2 separate regions of the Zea mays genome follow, and region 2 is linked to region 1. Evidence: chromatin contacts called from public Hi-C data. All regions are on one chromosome and are shown on one strand. The core of a region is the stretch at or near the end of the contact, and the rest is flanking DNA. Distances in the headings are between cores, read along the strand shown.

Region 1 (6,981 bases), core at 2,989-5,488:
TTCTACTACCTTTGAACCACGGAAGAGAATCTGGAAAACATGGGCGCCAAACAAATGCAAGATGTTTATGTGGCTGGCTGTCAGAAATAGATGTTGGACTTCTGATCGGCTTGCTAGAAGAGGCCTACCTCATCCAGACAGATGTGCCCTCTGTGATCAAGAGGATGAGACCATCCAACATCTGTCAACTTCTTGTGTGGTTGCCAGACAAGTCTGGTTCTCTGTTCTCTACTCTGAACCTCTCAACCTTGGTCCCCAGACAACAAGATAATAATTTTGCTGAATGGTGGAGAGATGTTTCGAGAAAAAACAGTAAAAAGGGGCGTACCCAGTGCCGTAGGCTTTCCGCACTGTGCAGGGTCTGGGGAAGGGTATCTTTAAGCGCCAAGCCTTACCCGCATAATATGCAGAGGCTGGGGCTCGAACCCGGGACCTTCCGGTTACAGACGGTAGGCTCTACCGCTGATCAGTAAGGAGAAAAGAAAAGGACTAAACTCCCTGATCATCTTAGGAGCCTGGAGTATATGGATTTATGGAAGCATATAAATGATTGTATTTTTTAAGGCTGAACCTCCCTCTATTAGTCTGATTTTGTTTAATTTTAGGGATGAGCACAGCTTGTGGTGCCTGGCTGGAGCCAAAAATCTCCAAGCCTTAGGCATTTGTGGAACTAATTAGTTCCTGGTTAGGGTCGGTTCAGGTGTGTTTTTTCTTTCTGTTGTCCTAGAGGTGTGTGTTCCCTTCTCTCATACATGGCCCCCGTTATGAGAGCTTTGGGGTTGTATGGGGGCCTTCTTTCTCTCATTGATCAATGAAACGCAGCTCTCCTGCGCTTTCCAAAAAAAAAACCTAAGGTGTATTAGGACTCAAAATTAAAAAAAAAAAGGTATGTAGAATATTTTTTGACTATCAATTAACCAACTTGCGTTGAACTATATGTGGAATGTGAATCCATTGATAATTTGATACCATGTCCTAATCATGAATATAATTAGAGTAATGTTGGTCAAAATTTATGAAGATACTTCTAAATCCTAATTAACTAACACGCCCCATATTTCGAAAAAATTTAAACCGAAGTACTATGCATGGACACATAAATTGTAAGAATGTTTACCTGGAATCTCCATGCCATGATTTTCAGGATGTTTCACAGGATTGTTTGCTGACTGTGTCTCTAGAGAAAATGGCATACTGACAAGACGGTAACTTCGAAGCGAAGGTCCAAAAGTGCCATACTTGCCAGCAGCGCTAAAAGCCCTTTCAGCATCGGCACGTTTCTTGAAGACAACTTTAACAGTATTTGTTTCCCTGTGTACTTCTGCCTCCCTTTCTTTCAGTGGACCAAAGCGACTGAACATCTTAACAAGATCCAATTCTGAAGGAATAGAAGCTGACCTGGCAAAGCTCAAAACAAGTGCAGTGGGCTTCAACTCATCAATCATCTTCTCGTCAACATGGATGATAGATCTTTCCATCACTTGTATCTGTTTTTTAGGTACTGGCTCCCCAAGTTCTGACAAAGGTACATATGCATGACTTGAGGATCTCCGCCTACGTCTTGGCCTTGTAGTGGGACTCTCTTTTCTGAGGTCATGGATTGGGTGATTATGCAAGCTCAATCCGGACCAATACGAGTCCTGCATATGATCTGTTGTCTCTACATCAGGAGAAGGTAAAACTTCTTTTCTCTTCCTCCCTCTCCTAGATGTACCTTTATCAACGATGTTTGCTTCAGTAGTAGTAGAAACAATATAGTTTCTGTAATCACTGAAGTAACTGATTATCATTACTGAGAAATTATATCCATTCATTGGCTCTGTTGCAACCAAGCATAGCTGTGATAGTAATTCCTTGGGATCTGCAGTGTGATTCCTGTGCAGACTTCTCCTTTTTGCTCGTTTCTCTACAGTAAGTTCATCACCAGCATCATCACTAAAGATATCAAATTCCCCATTCTCTCCTTCAGCAGCATTCTGAGCCTTCATAATGGACGGAGATCCTGTCAGCTGGCTTGCAGCTCGCCGAATACACTCACCAATCTTGAAAGAACTACCACCAGTTGGAGCTGATGACTTCTCTGAATCTTCAAATGATTCAAAGTTTCTTTTGTTCTTGTTCTGTAGGTTGCCATAGTTATCAAAGTCCATACCCACTTGTTTCTCATTGTAGCTAGTATCATTGACCTGATTAGATATGCTCCTTTTCTCCATCACCACCTGGTCACCACCAGGTTTTTGTTTCCGAGGTCTCCCCCTGCCCCTTTTGGGCTTATCTTGAGTAGGATGCACTTCATTAATCACAGGTTCCTCAACCATTACATTCTGGGTGGACAAAGTGTCTGTACAATCCAGACCATCCTCAACCCACGCATCGCCAGTTTGAAATGATGCAAGTTCAGGACATCCCTTAGATCGATAGAAAGAAGTAAGTTGAGAACATGCTATAACTAACTCCAACAGATCACCTCCTTGGCCAGGAAATAGAGCTAACTCCTTAATATAATGAAGAAGGTTTTCTGGACTGAAACAGTTTAAGATTTCAGGCCGATTAACTGCAGAGCAAGTAACTCCATCCTTGAGCCCAGCATTATCAACTGTATAGGACATGCCATTATCAGCAAGCTCTTCTGGCAAACAAGAGCAGCTCATACCTGACAGTATCCGCCTTGACAGTTCTTCAAGTGCATTATTAACTGACCCAACAAAGGCATCTGAACTGCTCTGTTTCTCCATTTGTGAATAATTTGTCACAAAAGGCTTCAACTGGGATTCATCGCACCACGCAAAAGTGTTGTCACCAAAATAAGCTACCAAGTGGCTGCCCTTTTTCTGATGTTTCAGAGCCAATTCAGATGCATCTGATGGATCAAAAATTTCACCAGGCCACCAAGGATGACTTTTCACTTTACCCCAGACAAGATCAGCAACTTGAAACCCGCCTTTATCATGAGGAGGCAGGCAGTATCTAGCACCCTGATCCACACTACCCAGACTAGCAGCCTCTAGGTTGCTGTCCGTGCTATTTTCAACATCAGGAAACTGCTCTCCGGTTTGTGGGAGCATTTCAGATGCATTATTTGTCTGGTCAACTACAGGTGCTCCATCACCTTCATGTTCCTTGGAGCTTTCCTCTATGTCATCAGGCACATTGTTCTGTATTTCCTTATCAAAATGAGCTATGCCATTATCACTTTCATTATTCTTTGTCCCAGGCTCCACGTTTACATGATCTTCAACTTTGTTAGATTCTGAAATGGAATAGGGATATAATTAAAGATGTTGATGAGTAAAAACGGTGCCATCAATATGCAGCACGCCTACAAGCACAGGGCTCTGAGCAGTCTCCTTACCGGCTTCAGCATGTTCAGGAATGGCAGAACCACCACCAGCAGCAGCAGCAGGCACATGTACCACAAGAACCGGATTCTTCTCCGTCTCAGTGAGCAGATCACGAGCTCCTGCTTCTAGCATCTCCTCCTCACCATTCACCGCCTCCAGGCCCTCCGCGGGCTCATCTCCGTGGCCTTCGGCACCAACCATACCAGCTGACTCGTTCGCGTAGAGCGGGTCGCTCACCGCCGTATCTCCCCCTTCACGATCCACATCCGTCGCCAACGTAGCTTTCCCCTCCACTTTCACATCGGCGGCGAAAGCAGGCACCTCGCCCGCAGCTTCCGACGTCGTGACGTCACCGCCCGCCACCGGCTTCGTCTCGCCACCCCCAGGATCCGAGGCCCCGATGGCCCCCGAGCTCATCGGTGCGAGACCTCAGCGCCGCTCCCCGGACGAGGGAATCTGGAAGGACTTGAACAGCGGTGGCAGGAAGTCAGCGAGAGGGGGAGCTCGGAGTTTCTCATCGATCCGGCGGGGCGCCGAAACCCTATGAGCGGATCAGTGCGGGGGAGCACGGAATTTACCTGTGCGAGCGCCGAGCGGGCGGGGGACGTGGTCGGGGTCGAGGGCGCGCGCGTGGGGATGTGAGAGCAGCTCCGGTCTCCGGAGACGGCAGGGCGAGAGATAGATAGATGCGGAGCCGGGGCCGAGCTAGGAAGTGGAGGTCAGGAAGGGGAAGAGTGTGCTCGGCTGCCGTATCGTGTATCGGCGCTCTTGGCCCGAGCTCAAGCGGGTACAGACTGTTCTGTGTTCTCTCATCACGGGGAGGGTAGAGATTGTTTTGATGCTCGTGTCGTGAGTCGTCACCGTCGTATTTTCCTAATGCTTCTCTGTGCATGTCACGCCAGAATCACATTAAACATTCTGGTAGGTTCATCTAGAAATGTAAAATGGGATTCTGATTGACCCTTTTTATCTATCTAAAAGCTAGTACCATTCTGGTAGGTTTTAGGTGGAAATGGTTAAATATAAAATAGCAATCACTGTTATATTACGATTGAATGCACGAGATTGCTTAATTACACATTTACACCAATATAATTGATTGCATAAGTTATATCTTCTGGATAGCTAGCTAAACAAGAGAAGAATCTGCATCAAGGGAGTGAAGTTTGCTTTTACCAACCAATGTACGTGAGCAATAAAGCAAAAAAAAACTATGAGACTGAAGAGGACGAAGAGGTGATGCCTGGAAGAGATGGGTGAGACTGGCGGTGGATGACGATTGATAGGTTTTAAGTTATTAAAGACCCAACAAAACTCTTAATATATAAAATGTATATATGCAAGGAAGGTGCAATTTTTGGTGCAAACTATCCTATCCTATTTCCCTTTCCCTATCCTAACCCTATCCAAACCTCTCCAAGAGAAACCAATGGACAATGAACTTAATTGACAACGGTAGGCCAGATCGTGCTCAGACGAGGTTAAACAAAATACAACTATGGGATAAATAGAATGAACAACGGGCTCAATGGACAACGAGTTAGGTCATCCTCTGATCAAGTTAAATAAAATCTAACTATGTAATATATAGCGATCGCAACGCACAAACATTGTGTTAGTAGCACATATAACTTACAAATACAACAAATAAAAGAATTGTCTCACATATAGATATAGTATAAATATAAACACTAAAAAAGGGTTTCCTTGAACGTCTCACCAAGATGTCTAGACCATATATCTCACTACTAAAATAGCATATATATATATATATATATATATATATATATATAACTTTAAAACCACAACGAACAAAAGTTTTTCCTAACACAAGTTTGTATAGATTCACTCAAACAAGAAAGGGACTGAGATATACTAAGTTTGCTATAGAGCAAGTATAATCTCTACTACTTATTAAGTAAGCAATAGTAGTTTGCCTCCCCTCGTTCTGTCGTCCATCAATCTGGACCGTCCGTATCCTATCGTGCATCTGCGTCTCTCACGCTCCATTCCCCTCCACCGCACGACCGCACCCCAATCCCTAACCTTCCCCGCACGTTCCTCTCTCTACCGCGCTGCTCGTCCCCTGCGGCCCTGCCCCTGCCGCGATAGATGCCTCACGGCCCCCGACAACGACGACCGCGCCGCCATGACCTCCCATCGCCTCCACCTCCGCCGCAGGGCGCACCCTCCCCCTCGCCATGGTCACCGCTGGAGCGCCACCTCTACGCCTCGACCCTGGTATGTCCTCCTCCCAAACCTCGCTACTCCTACCAGATCTGGGTGGGATAGGTAAACGAAAACACCCACCTGGCGACGTCGCTCGCGCCAGCCACCGACTTCGACTGCGTCGTCGACGCCTTCGGGTACAACGAGTTGGCGATTGCGCGATGCCCGAGAGCTCCAACCGCGCGCCCACGGATTTCTCCTCCCCTGCTGCCGGTAGGAACAGGAATACCCTGCGACGGCTTCTCGGGCTCCTTCAGGTCACCCCAGATTGATGTCGTCATCGAGCACCCTGTTTTTTGGGGTTCGGTAAGTCTCGCATGCAGCACCGTGGTCCGCCCCCGATGGCGCGCCTCCGCCCCGAACCAATCGACCGCGAGAAGGTCAGTTGTTACACCCCCTGGCCCCCTTGCTCCCGTTGTCAGGCTTCTACTGTGGAATGTGAATCCCGCGATGCTCCTTGAGGTGGATTGCGCTCTCACAAGTAGCTGGACACTGATGTGCGACTCCACAGCATTAGGTTAGATTTTGCTTGCGTCCAGAGGAATGTGAATGCTGACTAATCCTACTGGTAACATTTTCTCTTGTGTGCAGACCTGTCCTAGCTCTGCTGCTCAGGGTTTCCACGAGGGTAAGCGTGCTTATGTCTTCTTGTTTTTGTCCCAACGAATGCATTTATTGGTTACTCCATGCTGATTAGCACTTTAGTGTATTGATTGAGACTTGGGAACCTGTAGTATACTTAATACTTGATTCACTTGTTTGCGTTGCTACTGCAACTTTTTAGTCGATTTTGTTGTACCTATAGTGCATGGTGGACAGCAGAAAGCTTTTCATCATCAAACTATGTCTTCTCTTATATAAAATGTAATTTACTCCCAGTTTACTTGCACTGGGACTGCCAGTCTATAGAAAGCACAGTAGTAATCATGATACATTAGAATCTAGAAGCTGGGAGTACATTTTTGTGTGGGTGATCTGCACAGATGTACCATTAAGATTTAAGAGTGCTACATATAGGCCTTGCTTAGGACCACTGTGCTGAATTTCTATTGATGCGAACCTAGATAAACCAATGACGGTTTGTATATACATGTGTGTGTATGAACTTTAATTATGCGTTATCCTTCTAGGGTTGCTGGGCACACACAAATACATGAGAGGCCCCGCAACAATTCTGTTGCTTTTATTCTTTCCTCAACCATTGTTGTACAATTCTTTTGACACTTGGTATTGATGTTTTTGTACTGTTGTAGATGAACTACTTATATGCCAAGCTCGTCGCCGCATCCATGTCAAGCTCGCCCCCGCATCCATGCCAAGCTCGCCGCCGCGGGGCTGGGGCTAGGCATGCCGCTGCCGGCAGCGAGCGCCAACGGTAATGGCACCGCGGAACAAAATTCGTGTTTCTCAA
Region 2 (6,620 bases), core at 360-2,859, 250 kb before region 1:
GCAGTGATTCGGAACCATCATCCTTAGCATTACCACCAGCATCTTGTCCGGATGATTCAGGCTGCCTCTCCAGAAAATTCTTCCACCTGTCAGATCTCTCCTCCTCTTCTTCCTACAAGTGCAGCGTGTCAAGATCATACAATGCAGATAAAAAATCAGGAGTGTGTCTTCTACCTTGTAGATGCCAGCGTACTCCTTGTAACGTTGCAGGTGTTGCGGCCGCACAGCAAAGCCGTATGCATCCCTGATTCAACCATACAGCGTCAGAAAGGAGTAGAGATGGCAATGGGGACCCGATCCCCGATTCCCCGCGGGGAATTCCTCTATTAGGGGACGGGGATGGGGAAATTTCTTCCCCCACGGGGATGTAAACGGGGAAAATTTCTCCCCCGACGGGTAAACGGGGATGGGGATGGGGAAGCATTCCCCATCCTCGTTCCCCGCGGGGACCCGTTAAACTTACATGTGACGATGTTTTCATATAATAGTTAATGATAAAAAATAAATAATTATCTTGCCAAGAGATCACTAGTTGTACAAATGCATTCATTTTAATGTACACATAATGATTTTTACATCTAACAATGTGTATAAGTGAAAATGTTTTACATTAATCACAAATTATAGTATGATCTAATTATAATTTAAGCGGGGACGGGGATCCCCGATGGGGATTTATCCCCGCGGGTAACGGGGATGGGGAAGAAATGTCCCCCGCAAGCGTTCGTGGGGATCCCCGCGGGGAAGTTTTTTCATCGCGGGGACGGGGATGGGGAGCCAAAACCCGATGGGGAATTCCCCGTTGCCATCTCTAGAAAGGAGTGTTCCAACTAAAATGCAGCTACCTAGCGCTTGAAACTCGAGGGTCCTACATGCGCATCCCTCCCAGATTCAAAACAGCGAGAGCTACTTCGCTATAGCTAGTCATATTCACTCCGGATTTGATGAGTACACGACATAATTCCAGAAGCCGCTGTCCCGCCAAAACGAAACCTAAAAACCGCCCGTCCTAGTGCAGGAAACGGCCACAGAAACTCCAGATCTTTTCGAAAAGACAAACGGCAGAGCACTGCAGAGCTCCCGATTCGGGCAGTTCCACCAAGTAAATCACACGAAGCTGAACGCCTACCCTTTCTCCGATTCGCGGAGGGGACCAGATTCCCAGCGGGCGCGTGCAAGCGCGCGGAATTTCCCGCCGCATTTCCAGGGGAAAAAACCGGCAAGAGAAATCCCAGCGCCGCAACTGGCCGAGATCCCCGGGAAGCGAACACAAGTACTCGTGCGTCAAAACCCGCGGACGCGGAGCGGGAACCTCCGCAGCGGAGCAAGTGGGGAGGAGCCCGAACCCGTCGGAAGCTACCGAAACGCGACGAGAGCGGGGTGGCCGGCCGGGTGGGTGACGGGAACGCACCGCTTGTGCTCGAAGGCGATGAACGGGAGGCTCTTGGGCTTCATCCTCCTCCTCGCGACCCCGGCGCGGCGGCGGGATTAGCTAGAGTACGGCGTGGCGGTGGCGCTTTGATCTGGTCTCCTCCGGCTGGACTGGGCTGGGCGTGCGCTGCGCGGGGCGCAGGGGGAGGGCGGAGTAGGAGAGTGTCCGTATCTGCGTTGTGTGGGGGACCTGGGGGTTCGAGGAGAAATGGGGATGACCACCCTCGTGGGTCGCGCCGCGCGGTCTTTTCCTGGTTGACACGGAGAAGTGAAGGAAGGTACGGGGCCCAGTTGCCAGTCGCAGTGTGCGGTGTGGTGTACGCAGTGCGGGTTCCGTGACTTGTGTCCTCCGCGAGACCGAGATCCCGATCCTCCGTGCGCGGCGTGATGGTGCCACCTCGTGTTGTTTCATCCCGGGCCTTCCGGCGGTTGGGCCGTCGCCAGTCCGGTGCCCAGTGTCTTTGCTGAGGATTTTCTTTTTGTCTCCGTGAATGCAACCGACGGCACCTACAGCAAGTTCCCTTCTTGCTGACAAAATAGTTGTTGATAGGCATACCAGAGCTAAAAAGCCAAGCTATATTTCATGGTTCACGGTACAAATTTGAACCTAACTTGTTTGGTTCAACTTTTTTCTGACCAGCTTTTCCGAGAATCTAGCTGTAGGGAGAATCTGGCTGTGTAGAGAATCTGAGTATCATTAGAATTACGTGCGAAGGAAGATAAAGTTGTCAATGAGGCTTAGGATCTATAAAGTGACGGATTACTACTATTGCGACGACTCAACTGATTATATGTTTATGTTGATTTTGAATGTTTTTTACCCAAACGAATTTTATAGAAGCTGGCTGAAAAGCTGAGTGTTTGACAGTCCGCAACAGCTTTTGGTGGCCAGAAGCTGCGAAAATCCGAAACAAACAGGCACTCAATTAGTTGAGGCCGGGAGATATAGATGTACATCTAGACCATCTAAACGTAAGTTTGAAGTTCCAAATTTAAGTGTTAAATTAAGCTCGCTGATGATTTGGGTTGATACGGAGTAAGAAAATTGTTGTTTTGTGCAAACACAAATCAAGTTGTCGATATTTTAGTAGAATATATGAGACTCGATGTTTTTAATACCTGACTCGTGCCTCTGTTCCAGTACTCATTGGTCATTGGCTCATTGCCACTATTACCAGGCATCAAGCTTTGACTACCGCCAATGCTTCTCTTCCCGTGCTCATCTCCAACCTAGAAATGAGCTCAAATGGATCTATCTCTACGTGTAAGCCTTTTGTATTGTGTGTCCCTACAACATTTTTCATGTGTTTGATTTAGAGCTGAAAGTTGGGACGTGTTGGGGACTTGTTTTCAAATGCTATGAGTCAAGAACAAGACAACACAAAGTATTAAATGTTAATGTCCTTCGTCTTTCGAAGCATTATTTCCCTTATGATATAACGATCTTCGGACGAAAGTCATGAAGGACGTACCTTCATCATCATGATATAAGAAAATGAAAAGTGAATCATATGAAACATGAAAGATAACATGAACAAACATATAATATCATTCACATGTCTTCATTATATAAACTTGGATATTTAAATACGATATTTAATTACATTTATACCTTCGGCTTGACAGAAGGCAAAAATCCGAGTGTTGTGCCCAAGCGAATACAAGATAGCGTGAACAGTACAGGGGTACTGTTCACCTATTTATAGGCACAGGACACAGCCTGTGAAAAATAACATTCATGTCCTTTACAAAGGTTTACAATCATAATACAAGTTATCACAGGCCGATTGGTCATTTCATCTTTAAGTCGGTGCATTTGGAAATGAATTCTGAAGCTCTTTGGTTGATAGCTTCGGCTTTGTACCAGTCTTCCGAAGGTGTTTCTTCTTATGGGACCTTCGGTGACGAAGCAGACCCCAACAGTAGCCCCTTCACGGTGCCAGATCATTTTTCGTAACGAGCTCGACCCGTGAAAAACTCTCTTAGGCTTTGAAAGGGAAATGTGCCCTTGGGCCATTTCTAAGTGTTTTGGTGATTTAGTGTCCAACACAAGTGCCTAAGTGTCAAATGGTGGATAAAGTACAAATCAAGTATAAAGGTATGTTTCTCAGACTTAGTACATTGTTTTAGAGACTAATGTATTGTGTCTAAGTGCTGGAAACATGAGAAATCAAATTGGAAGAGAGATGGCTTTGTTCAGCCAAAGTCAGCTCTGTCTGGGTGCACCAGACTGTCCGGTGGTGCACCGGACAGTGTCCGGTGCGCCAGGCTGGCTCAGGCGAACTTGCTGCTCTCGGGAAATAATTAACGGCGTACGGCTATAATTCACCGGACTGTCCGGTGTGCACCGGACAGTGTCCGATGAGCCAACGGTCGCCGGGCCAACGGTCGGCCGCTTAATCCGGGCGCGACGCGTGGCCGAGCCAACGGCTAGAAGGGGGCACCGGACTGTCCGGTGTGCACCGGACAGTGTCCGGTGCGCCAACGGCTCTAAGGCGCCAACGGTCGGCTTCGCCAAATAAGGAAAGAGATCCGCACCGGACAGTGTCCGGTGGTGCACCGGACTGTCCGGTGCGCCAAGCGACAGAAGGCAAGAATTGCCTTCCTGGATTGCTCTCAACGGCTCCTAGCTGCCTTGGGGCTATAAAAGGGACCCCTAGGCGCATGGAGGAGAACACCAAGCATTCCTTGAGCATTGTTGATCACTCACACTTCATTCTTGCGCACTTGTTCGACATTCTTAGTGATTTGAGCTCCGTTCTAGTGTGAAACTCGTGATAGTCTCTTGAGCTCAAGTCTGGGTCTTGTGTGTGCGTATTTGCTGTGATCTTTGTGTCTTGTGTGAGTTGTTCATCCCTCCCTTACTCTGTGCTTCTTTGTGAACATCTTTGTAAGGGCGAGAGACTCCAAGTTGTGGAGATTCCTCGCAAGCGGGATAAAGTAAAGCAAAGCAAAAACACCGTGGTATTCAAGTAGGTCTTTGGACCACTTGAGAGGGGTTGATTGCAACCCTCGTCCGTTGGGACGCCACAACGTGGACTAGGCAAGTGTTGGACTTGGCCGAACCACGGGATAAACCACTGTGTCTATCTGTGTTGATCTTCTTGTGGTTATTGTGTTTTGCTAAGACTCCTCTCTAGCCACTTGGCATTATTTGTGCTAACTCCTAATCAAGTTTTGTGAGTTAAATATCAAGTTTTTACATGATCACCTATTCACCCCCCCTCTAGGTGCTCTCAATTGGTATCAGAGTCGTTCTCTTCAAGAAAGGGACTAATCGCCCGAAGAGATGGATCCTAAGGGAAAGGGGATTGTGATCAATGATAAGGAGAAGGAGTGCTTCGTCAACGAGCCGAAAGATGACAAGCCTACCGACTCGGGCTCGGGTCACAAACGAAGAGATGGGAAGAAGAAGAAGACGAGGCGCATCAAGGAGATTGTCTACTACGACGACAGCGACGAGTCCACTTCTTCCCAAAAGGACAACGACGACAACGACTACGACAAAAGAAAGACGGTTAATTCCGCAAAGTACAAATACTCATTTGCTCTCCATTCCACTTGGCAAACCTCCTCACTTTGATGGAGAGGACTACGGATTTTGGAGTCACAAAATGCGTAGTCACTTGTTCTCTCTCCATCCGAGCATATGGGAGATAGTAGAGAGTGGAATGAAATTTGATAGTACTGATAGTCCCATGTTCATTAACGAGCAAATTCACAAAAATGCACAAGCTACTACTGTTCTTCTAGCTTCATTGTGCAGGAATGAATACCATAAGGTGAGCGGCTTGGACAATGCCAAGCAGATCTGGGACACCCTCAAGATCTCACATGAGAGGAACGACGTCACCATGCTCACCAAGATGGAATTGGTGGAAGGCGAACTCGGGAGATTCGCGATGATAAGAGGGGAGGAGCCAACCCAAACATACAACAGGCTCAAGACCCTCATCAACAAGATAAGGAGCTATGGAAGCTGTTGGGGGTCTTCGGCTTCCGAAGGTCCTCAAAAACATAATTTGACAATGTTTTCCAAGTATGCGAGCAGGTGTCTTCGGAATCAGGTTGCAGGTATACAAAAGCATGGTCAAGACGAAGCTTGACTGAAATGGAAGACGATCGTGACGAAGGATGAAGCGATCACGAAGCTACGTGCAAGGCTTCGGCATGACAGCAGAAAAGGGGAACCGACTTAAAGATGAAAAGCCAAGTTAGACCTCGAAGAATTACTATAGAGTTATTGATAAAAGCAAAGGACATTAATATAATTTTACATGGGCTGCGTCCCGTGCCTATAAATAAATGAACAGTACTCATGTACTGTTCACGCTGACTTGGCATTGGCATCACGCTTGTACCCTTACTTTCCTTCAAGCCGAAGGTACATTTGTAATTTGTCATCGTTTATATAAGTAAAATGAATAGAAATAAAATTAATAATAATGTTTAAAGTAATTATGTTATTTTCCGTATTTTATGCATAAATCTTTTTTATCTTTTATTATTATGAAGGTATGACCTTCATAACCTTCGTCCGAAATTCATTATATCCAAGGGGAAATAATGTTTCAAAGGACGAAGGGCTTTGATATTTAACATTGTGTGTTGCCTTGTTCTTAATTCATAGCATTTGAGAACAAGGCCCCAACATTGGCGCCCACCTCCGGTGAACTCACTTCCATTTCTTGAGCTCCGAACACCTTTGGCAAGCATCACCTTCGTCATGCCGCCGAAAAAAGCTTCAGCAACAGGGGCTGCTACTCTGCAGCCGTTGGACCCCAATCAGGACATCCTTTCTCTTAGGGAGGCCCGAAGCCAGAAGAGGAAGGCTGCTAGTCCAACGCCTCCGGAAGACGACTTGGATCAGGAGATCCAAAACCTGGAGATCCTTCAGCAACAGGTGCAATGAAAGAAGGAGAAGATGGCTCGTTTAGTTGATCTTCAGAGACAGATAGATGAAGCTTCCGAAGAGGTTCGTCATCTTGTTCAAGATGACCAGAACCGAAGGCCTCCGCGCAAAGAGCTTCATCAGGAAGGCTTCTACAATGAGGACGATTGGTATGAAGATTTCCATCATGGAAATTTTGCTTTCGATGATGCTTCTCCTCTATCAACAGAATTGCAGGCTACACCATGGCCCCAGTCTTACAAGCCACCCCAGCTCCCCATGTACGACGGTCATACAG

What was found. A called contact is a pair of places that touch in the nucleus more often than the background predicts.
Region 2: a Hi-C map of leaf shows a contact between it and region 1, with 4 times the contacts expected there. The contact joins the promoter of LOC100278125 here to the promoter of LOC103635772 in region 1. A contact is called at or near these places in 5 of 25 Hi-C or Micro-C datasets (bundle sheath, ear, leaf and 1 more).

What each region holds. Positions count from the first base shown.
Region 1 is chr8:119,986,575-119,993,555 of Zm-B73-REFERENCE-NAM-5.0, reverse strand. LOC103635772 reads right to left here and starts at 4,238. Exons shown (of 4, transcript XM_008658152.3): 1 at 3,920-4,238; 2 at 3,353-3,797; 3 at 1,118-3,250. The coding sequence starts at 3,758.
Region 2 is chr8:120,235,216-120,241,835 of Zm-B73-REFERENCE-NAM-5.0, reverse strand. It overlaps LOC100278125, which reads right to left and starts at 1,609. Exons shown (of 18, transcript NM_001349967.1): 1 at 1,412-1,609; 2 at 175-244; 3 at 1-112. The coding sequence starts at 1,455.